Regions from separate parts of the Macaca mulatta genome. Here region 1 is linked to region 2. The links are chromatin contacts, called in public Hi-C maps. All regions are on one chromosome and are shown on one strand. Each heading gives the region's core, a stretch centred on a gene start, on an enhancer-like site or on the middle of the called end of the contact. The rest is flanking DNA. Distances are from core to core; before and after follow the strand shown.

Region 1 (4,249 bases), core at 47-2,546, 190 kb before region 2:
TTGCACATCGTGAATGTTTTTGATGCCACAGAATAGTACACTTCAAAAGGTTAAATGGTAAATTTTATGTTATGTGTATTTTAACATATAAAAAACACACACTTTTCAAAATTTAGTTAAAATTTCTAGGGATATTTTGGCAAAACCTGGGAGTGAGGAGTTCCAATTCTCCTGTGTGAACTTAGGCCACACATTTCGAAGAAGTAAATTTTCTTCCTCTGGCAAATGCAGCTAGCCAGCGGCCCCCTTCTTTCCCTCCAAACTTCGCACTCCACACCTTGGAGTGTGCCCAGGTGCAGCCAAATTGTCAGGGCATACTCAAAGCAGCTTCCATGACCCTGCAAAGGGAGCTCCAGTCCTGGCTCACAGGCCATTCTCAGGGGTAGCTAGATCCCTTCTCTGGGTTCTATGTACCCTCTTATTTTCGAATTAAGACAAAAGGAGGGCTTTCCAACCATATTGACCTTTTACAGCAGACCTGGCTCAGCCATGCTTGAGTCCCCAGTGCCTGAGCCAGTGCCTGACACAGCAGGTTCTCAACATTCATTTGGTCACAGAGAAGACGCCCTCACTCCAGTCCTATTCTATGCCAACTTCATAAAGATGAGTGTAAGGAATAAGCCAATTTCTGTCAGGCAAGAAAGCTAGAGGGGTGGGTAGGTGAAGATGAAGAAGGAAGATACATAGGTAGAGTAGACATTAAACTGCTCATTGCAAATAATTGTTTAAATAGTCACAATGTGCCAAGTGCTGAGGAAAATTTGAACATCGTGCCAGGGGGTGGCTGGACTCATCTAGGGCTCTCCGGAGGGCAGGCTTGCGGAAGTCACGAGGGGTTGGAAGGGCAGCTACGAACTTTGGGGTGGGGAGTAGCATCAGACAGCACTAAAAAGCCTGAGATTCTACCCAGAGCATCCATGCTCCTCCCGGGGGGTAAGCTGAGTCCGAAAGAGGCAGGAAGCTCGTGTCCCAGGTGACTTAGGCCAGTAGAAACCGGGCGTCCTTGGCCGAGGCATGGCAGGCTCTTGGCACATGGATGACACATGCCTGTGTGCTACCACAGGCTCCAAGTCGGTGGGTGACAGGGACCCCTCGCCTCTCAGACAGCGGAGCCGGGTCGGGGCCTTCTGGCCCAGGTCGCCGCCCCTGTTCCTGGGCTTGTGGGGCTGGGGTCCGTCTGGGCTCCGGGCTCGCGCGGCGCTCACCACGCGGGGTGCCGCGGGGGGGCGGGGAGAGCGGCCGCCTAGCCCAGCCCCGCGGATGACAGGAGCCGGGGAGCCGAGGAGGGAGGAGCCGCCGCCGCAGCCGAGCGCTGGGCTGAGGAGCAGAGAGAGCGGGGCGCGGAGTGCGGGCGGCTGGGAGCGCGCTGAGCGGGGGAGAGGCGCTGCCGCACGGCCGGCCACAGGACCACCTCCCCGGAGAATAGGGCCTCTTTATGGCATGTGGCTGGTAACTTTCCTCCTGCTCCTGGACTCTTTACACAAAGGTGAGACCTGCGCGGGCGGCTGGGCAGCGGAGGCGGCGGGGCCAGGGTGGCGCGGCTGGCGGCGAGGCGGGGTGCCTGACGGGCTCCAGGTGCCTGGGGGGACCAACGGGGTGCAAGGCCTCGGGTGGGGCGCAGCGGGGCGGGGCAGGCACCCTGACAGGGGCCGAGTGAGAGTCAGCTGCCGACCGCTCCGCCAGTCACCCGCGTCTGCCGTTTTGGGGCACGCCCGTAGGGGTGGTGGCGAAGGAGCCCCTCATCTCTTGGCTCCCCGCCGGGCGGCAGTTCTGCCCTGGACCCCTCCCCCAGCCCCTTGCCCGCTTCCTGCGGTTTGGTGGCGCTGGGACCCCGGAGTGCCCTCCGAGTCGAGGGTTCCTCAGGCCGTGACTCTTGACCTAGGAATCCTCGCTTATTCGGGCCTCGGACTCGGCGGTTGATGTCTCCGCTATGTGCGTGCGCCCCTCTCCTGCCGCGGACCCCAGCCCTGGCGCGAATGTTGGCGCACCGCATGGCGCTTATCCGCGCATTGGCTGGAGGCAGGGTGGGGATAGTGAGAGTCCGGAGAGCTGGAGGTCCCTCCGATAGCAAGTTTGTTCTCCAAACCCAGAGGTCACCCTCCTCCGGCCCCACCTCACCCCTCTGCCCCGGGCGCTAGCCCCGGCTTGGTGCGCCACCGTGGCCACCTCGGGCAGCGCACCCCAGGGTGCGAGATTCTCCGCTTCCGCGCCTGGCCAGTTGGACCTGGGGACAAGTCTTCAGGCTGGGGGGCGTGTCCTTCTTCCTGGAGAGAGAGGGTTGCTGGGGGTGGGTCCAGGTGGCCGGCATGTCCAGACCTGTGGCTGGGGCGCAGCGTACCTGATCCGCGAGGTAGCCGGGACCAGGAGGTTGGAAGAGGGCAGACATTTCCGACTGAAGTCACCTGTGCACTGAGTCGGGACCAGGCAGGCGCAAGTAGTCGGGCTTCCAGGCTATCGCAGAGGACGTGCCCCGGGGAGCGCAGATGGCGGGAGATGAGGCGGCCGAACTCCGCGCCCTTGCGCGGTAGAGCACACACGCTCCAACAAGCTCAGCATCACCTGTTCAGCCCTCTAACTTTTCTCCTTCGCTCCCCGGGGCGGCTTCTCTCTTCCTTTGCCCCGGCTGTTGCCCTGGTCGGGCGGCAACTCTTGACCCCCAGGCGATGAGGAAGGGCACTCCAGCGGAGCGTTGGCGCCCGGGGAGGGTTCCAGCCCTGCCCTGCTGGTGCTCCAGGGGTCTGGAGTCTGCAGCCTGCCGGAGCCCACTGCGATACACCGTGGGCTGGGGGAAGGAGGATAACCCTTATTTGTACATACCGCCGGGTCAAAGCTAGACTCAAGGCCAAGATACTGCTGGCATGGCATTTACTGCGCGATCGGATTGCGGGACAAGGAAGGGTGGCATCCAAAATCGTGGACAAAGTAGTTGAGTTTTTCAGGCTCAGTGGGGTCCCCCCGGGTTACACACCAAGGCTGGTCTCTGCTGTTTAACCCCTTGCCCCCCGCATCACACTCCTTCATCCTACCTTAGCAGAGCAAGAAGCCTGCCTCCTGTTCAAGCCCCATCCCCGAACCCCAGTCTCCCTCTCCCCAGGTTCTTCCTGCCTCCCTCCGCCCCCGCAGGCTGGCTCGGCTCGCAGCTTTAATTACATTAATATTAAAAATACATAAGGTGAGGAGCGGCTTTCTCTCTCGATAGCTCTCTCTCCAACCCCCATCCCCTTTCCCAATTTGTCAGGCGAGAAAGCACAGGCCCAAGCCGCTGCCACACTCTAGCCCGGCTTTGTCCCCAACTCCCCCATGCCTCCACAACACTCTCTGGAGACATCTTCCAGGACAGCCCATTCCCCGGGACTGCAGGAGGCCCCTCAGCAAATACCGGAAGGACGCCCCCCTCCCCCTTCCAGGAGCCTGGCATTAATAAATGAAGCCGAGCTATTTGATAGGGCGGGAGCAGATGGGGGTGGGGGTGCAGAAAGGCCCAGAAGGCAACAGGACAGCCAAGGGGCAAAATCTTGTCCAACTCGAGAGGGAAGTTGCCAGTGGTCTTGGACCTGTAAGCGGGCGGGAGGTGCCAGTTGTGGCGGCCCCTCAGTGGCCTTTGGGTCTGCAGAGCCTGGTGCCCCTGCGATTCAGAGGCTCCAGCGTCTGCTGGGCGCCAGGGCACCTCGCCAGACAGGCCTTTCTTTTCCTTGGTGCCTTAATTGGGTCTTAGGTGCCAGGCTGGTCCCCGGGGCCTGTTCTGCTTGGGGTGGCGTGGTAGGGGGTGGCAGAGGCGGCTCGGGGAAGATGTGATGCGGAGACAGCAAGAAAGATGGGGTTTGGTGTATTTTCTCTCCCGTTGCCAGTCACCCCCGCGGCACCAAGGAAAATGTAAATGTGAATGTTCGAGCCTGTTACAGAAAACAATATCCTCTTGCAATAATTTGTACGTCCATCTGTGAGGAGCGGGAGGAGGCAGGGAGAGAGAGAAGAAAACAGGATGAGATGGAGCATCCTCTGGATGGAATTAAGCAGTTATTGAATGTGTTTTAAGCTTCTGTTATTTCCATTCCTCTCAAAATACCTTTTTTTAAAATGATGCCTGAGCTCGGACCGATTCCCTAGGACTAAACTGGGAAGGGGTTTTAATCATCGGTTATCAAGTCTCCAATAACTGCCTTATTATTGCCAAAACAAATCCAGGTTTAGGCAGCCGGATGAACCCCGGCGAGGCGCTCTCCGTTGTTCCATCCAGCGTGCCAGCATC
Region 2 (4,484 bases), core at 1,394-3,893:
ACACTTAGAATTTCGAGGCCAGGAACTGGCAGATTCTAATTTCCTGCCATAGCCAGGTTGGGAGACTCTGTGTCAGTTCCTCGTATGGGACCTTGTACTGGTCTCTAGTTTGGGGATTTTTTTGTTGTTTGTTTTGTTGAGACAGGGTCTCACTATGTCCTCGAGCTGGAATGCAGTGATGCAATCATGGCTCACTGCAACCTCTGCCTTCTGGGCTCAAATGATCCTCCCACCTCAGCCTCCCAAGTGGCTGGGACTACAGGTTCATGCCACCACACCTGGTTGTGTTTTTTTGTTTTTTGTTTGTTTGTTTTTGTAGATTCAGGGTTTCACCATGTTGCCCAGGCTGGTCTTGAACTCCTGAGCTCAAACAGTCTGCCTGCCTCGGCCTCCCAAAGTGCTGGGCTTACAGGCGTGAGCCACCCCACCTGGCCTCTGACTGTTACTTGTGTGTGAATTCCCATCATCCCAACTAGACTGTGAGTGATTCAATGGGAGGGGCTGGCAACCAATCAACAGTACATATTGGGCACCTGCTGTATACCTCACCTTGTGCTGAGTGTTGCAGAGTTGAAAGAGAGGGATTCTTGGATCTAGTACGGTGGCTCACACCTGTAATCCCAGCATTTCAGGAGACTGAGGCAGGCAGATCGCTTGAGCTCAGGAGTTCAAGACCAGCCTGGGCAACATGGTGAAACCCCATCTCTACCAAAAATACAAAAATTAGCTGAGCATGGTGGTGCATGCCTGTGGTCCCGGCTACTCTAGAGGCTGAGGTGGGAGGATCACTTGAACCCGGGAGGCGGAGGTTGCAGTGAGTCGAGATTGCACCTCTGCACTGCAGCGTGGGTGACACAGTGAGACCCAGTCTCAAAATAAATAAATAAATAGAGGGACCCCCCCACCTGCCAGGAGTCACAGGCAGCTGGAGGGCAGAGACACACACTCGTGGCAAGACAACCAGCCACTCCAGGCCATGTGTGCCCAGGGCCTGCTGTGGAGCAGAGGGAGCATTCTTGGCTGGCACCAAGTCAGACATCTCCCATACCTGGGAACACAAAGTAGGTGCTCAAACCTACTTGATGAATTAAACTTCCTGTTTTTAGAGGTCACGAGAAGGCAGCACCTCTGGGCCATGCTCAGCTGAGGCTGCTGATTCTGAGGTGGGACCAGAGATAGAGTCAGGAGACATGACTTGCCAAGAGAAATGAGCTTGGGCTTTGTAGGTTCATGGCCTCATTACAGCAGCAGGGAATGTAGTGAGAGTAAAGGGTAATTCTTCCAGCCCCCATTTGGGGATTGGACACAGGGCCTTGCTGTCACATAGACCTAAACCCAGGATAGATGACACTCAGCTGGGTTGGCCTAGACCCCTGGGGTCCCCAGATGGCTCCATCCCAGAAACCGATGAATCAAAACCAGCCCTGGGGAAAACATGAGGAAGGCCAGGCTCCCGAATGCAGATTCCTCATCCTGTATTTTCCCTCCTGCTGGAGAAACCAGGTCTCATGTGTTCAAGGGTGTGACATTCTCATGTCTCTCTCATTCCCTTCCTTTATAATCAGTGCTTATTCTCAGAAAAGGCTGCAGAAACATATTCTTATTAAGGGGTAAATAACTGACCACATTCTATAGCGTTGCCTCGCTCAGGGGTATTTGCATTTAAACCAGAATCTGTGGTTTAAGTGAAGGGAATAAAACACAGATAGTGGAATTTCAGATCCTGGCATATACAGAACGGTGTTTTGGATGGCGTAGTGTTTCTGGAGCTTCCACAATTAACACCACCTAATCTCACTAAATGTAGGCTGGTCCTGATCTTGTCCATCTCAACTGGGCCCTCTCGGCCTCCGAAGGTGAAGGTCAGTCTCCCTGCTGAAGAGTTTTTGTCCTCTCCTCAACACACTCTGGTGGTTTTCGAACCCTGATTTTGTGATAGGCCCGCAAAGGGTTCATGATCCAGGGTTGAGGAGTTGCCTCTGGGTCTTTTTCTTTGTCTCTCTGTTTCTGAGGACAGAAATGCTGAACCAGCCCAACAAGGCGTGGTAGCGTTTGTAGCTTACTGTGGTTTATTTGGAGCTAGAGGTGGGGGTGGGGACAGAGGAGCAGTAGTTGGTGCGGGTGGGGGCTGGGAACAGCTGGAGTGCCTTTGAGGGAGCAGCTGCCATAGAGGCTTCTCTGTGGGTGTACAGCAAAATGGTGGCTTTTAATACTTTTCAAGGGATAATCTCATTCGATAAATCCAGCTGAGGAGGTGGGAACTACCCTCGGATGATTCCTGCCCTCCCTCCCGTCCTCCTGCAGGGCCCTCCCAAGACCCTTCCCGGTGCCCAAGCACACCTGAGTCTGTGGGATCCCTATACTTCCTCCTTACCCCTCCTCCTCATCCAGCTCTGGCCTCCTGGCCTCCTCCAGTGGCCAGCCAGGGCAGGAGAAAAGGTTCTCGGCCCTTCATAAATCACCTTCTCCCTGCCTGGAAACACCCAGAGAAAGGAAGCTGCCATCTCCACAGCCACGTGGCACGGCTACCAGCAATGCCAAGAGATAATGACAGGTTGAGTGTTCTCTGCCTAGTGAGGACTTGCATGCAAATGACTCCACTCTGAATGGACCTAATTGTCACCGCCTGATGTGGTGGCTCAGACCACCTCCTCCTCCCTCCTCTGGTGGGGAGGAAGTGGAGCAGGGAGCAAAGGGGATCCTGTGGTGTGGGGGAGGGATGGACTCAAATGGCCCCTGGGACCTGGAGCCCGAGGGAGAAGGAAGCTGGCATTTCCCCTCTGTGGGCTGGGCCTGCTAGTGCACAGCTGTGGCGAGAGTGGGGATTTGCTCCCCGACGTGATCCAGAGTGAGATTCGGCTCTACAACCGTAAATCCCTTTATGCATCGCAACTCAGCCGTGAGAGGCAGTCACGTGCCTGCAAGATGTTACCGCTTGGCCAGCCAGGCCCAGGCAGAGAAAGGAGAGGTTGCAGGGAGCAAGGCAATGAAGATCCTCCCTGTGTGCTGCAGGAAGCCCTGCCCTAGCTTGTCCCCAGGAACTCCCGCCGGCAACACAGGCAGAGCTGGGCATGGAGACCTGGCAAGGAAGACGTGAGGGTGGTCAGGAGTAGAGAGAGCCAACACTTACAGAAGGCTTCCTTCATTTCAGATGCTTTTCTACATATGTTTACATGACATGTATGAAGACTCATTCCCTTCTCACTGTATCTCTACCATGTGGGCTCTATGGTTATTATCCCCAGTGTTTGCACAAAAGGAAGGGGAGGCACAGAGAAGTGAAGGAATTTGCTCCAGATGACACTTTTTGGCAGAGCTCAGATTCAAATACAGAGCCTGGCCCTAGACCTTCCGTTGTGCTCTTCCACCTCCCTCTGGGAATGCACCGCTTACCTGGTGCGCTCCTGGAGTCAGAGCAGCTGGATGAGTCCCGGATGCTAAACTGGGCTTCAGTGTCTGTCTCTGAGTGAGTAAGCATGCATCGCTATTGATGGAGTGTTTATACATCTCTGTGCATTGCATGCCCATTTTCTGACGCAGCTGGACATCCTCTGGTCTAACCAGAACCAGGGTCCTGCAGCTCTTACTGAGTTGAATTCTGGAGTGGAGTCCATGATAATGAAGAAAGCACAGAGTGGTGGCAGATGTCTTGTGTTGAGGAAGAGAAGGCTGAGGAAGAACCCAGTGAATATGTTCACATGGTGTAGAGAGGGGCTATGGTGCTGCTAAGCAGAGAGGGCTCTAAACCCATCCCAAACATCGCCTTTTCACCCATTTACAATTCTGGGTTTCATATGTGATTTCACTTGGAGAAAGGCATTCATACTCCAAAGAAAAGTGTCCAACATTAGAATATTCCAAAGTGTCTATTCTACAGTGCTATGAGAATGGGTAATAAGGAGCCACTGAAAACTTTGATTAGGAGAAGCCATTTGGAAATCCTCCTCCAGTCACAAGTATCCCAGTGAATAAGAAGGTATATGGGCCAGAACTAAATGTGGCCATCCACTAGCTGAGAGGGCTGGCTAGTGAAGGGGAGGTAGCTGCCCATTCCCCTGGTAGCAACCAAAATACAGGACTGGATCCAGTGTCCCCTCCTCAGAGTTATCCTAGGAAATCAAGGAACAAGAGGTGAAATTCACCCGTGAGGTACTAAGAAAAGATTTCTGGTTTTGCAGCTACTGCCCTGATATTTACCCCAAGCTGCAACAGAATGTTTCATTGTTAATTGGTCAGGAATTCCCTAATCACTGAAAGGAAACTGGCATTGAGATCTGTATTACTATGATAATTCTGTAATTCTGCTGCATTAGTGTTATTAAATGTCACTGAGCGATTGCTTTCCCAATGGTTAAATTTTTAGTGCATTTATCCTTTCAAAACTTTAGGCACCAACCCCCCAGAAAGATACCACCAAAAATCCTGTTCCAAAGTGGGATAGTCAGAATGCTGCTTAAAACTCCCGGAGCTCCTAATCAGTTTAA

Evidence for each region. A called contact is a pair of places that touch in the nucleus more often than the background predicts.
Region 1: a Hi-C map of fetal cortex germinal zone shows a contact between it and region 2, with 2.2 times the contacts expected there. The contact joins the promoter of DSCAML1 here to the enhancer-like site in region 2. A contact is called at or near these places in 2 of 14 Hi-C or Micro-C datasets (fetal cortex germinal zone and fetal cortical plate).

The regions. Positions count from the first base shown.
Region 1 is chr14:118,469,578-118,473,826 of T2T-MMU8v2.0, reverse strand. DSCAML1 (DS cell adhesion molecule like 1) reads left to right here and starts at 1,296. Exons shown (of 33, transcript XM_028834027.2): 1 at 1,296-1,486. The coding sequence starts at 1,441.
Region 2 is chr14:118,276,265-118,280,748 of T2T-MMU8v2.0, reverse strand. All of the region lies in intron 3 of DSCAML1 (DS cell adhesion molecule like 1), which reads left to right. Among named protein-coding and RNA genes, the nearest start is that of DSCAML1, 190 kb to the left of the region's middle. Within about 2 kb of position 2,643, at least 11 of the 40 cell types and tissues checked have an H3K27ac peak or open chromatin away from gene starts, as enhancers often do. A contact at or near this core is called in fetal cortex germinal zone and fetal cortical plate, where this site is marked.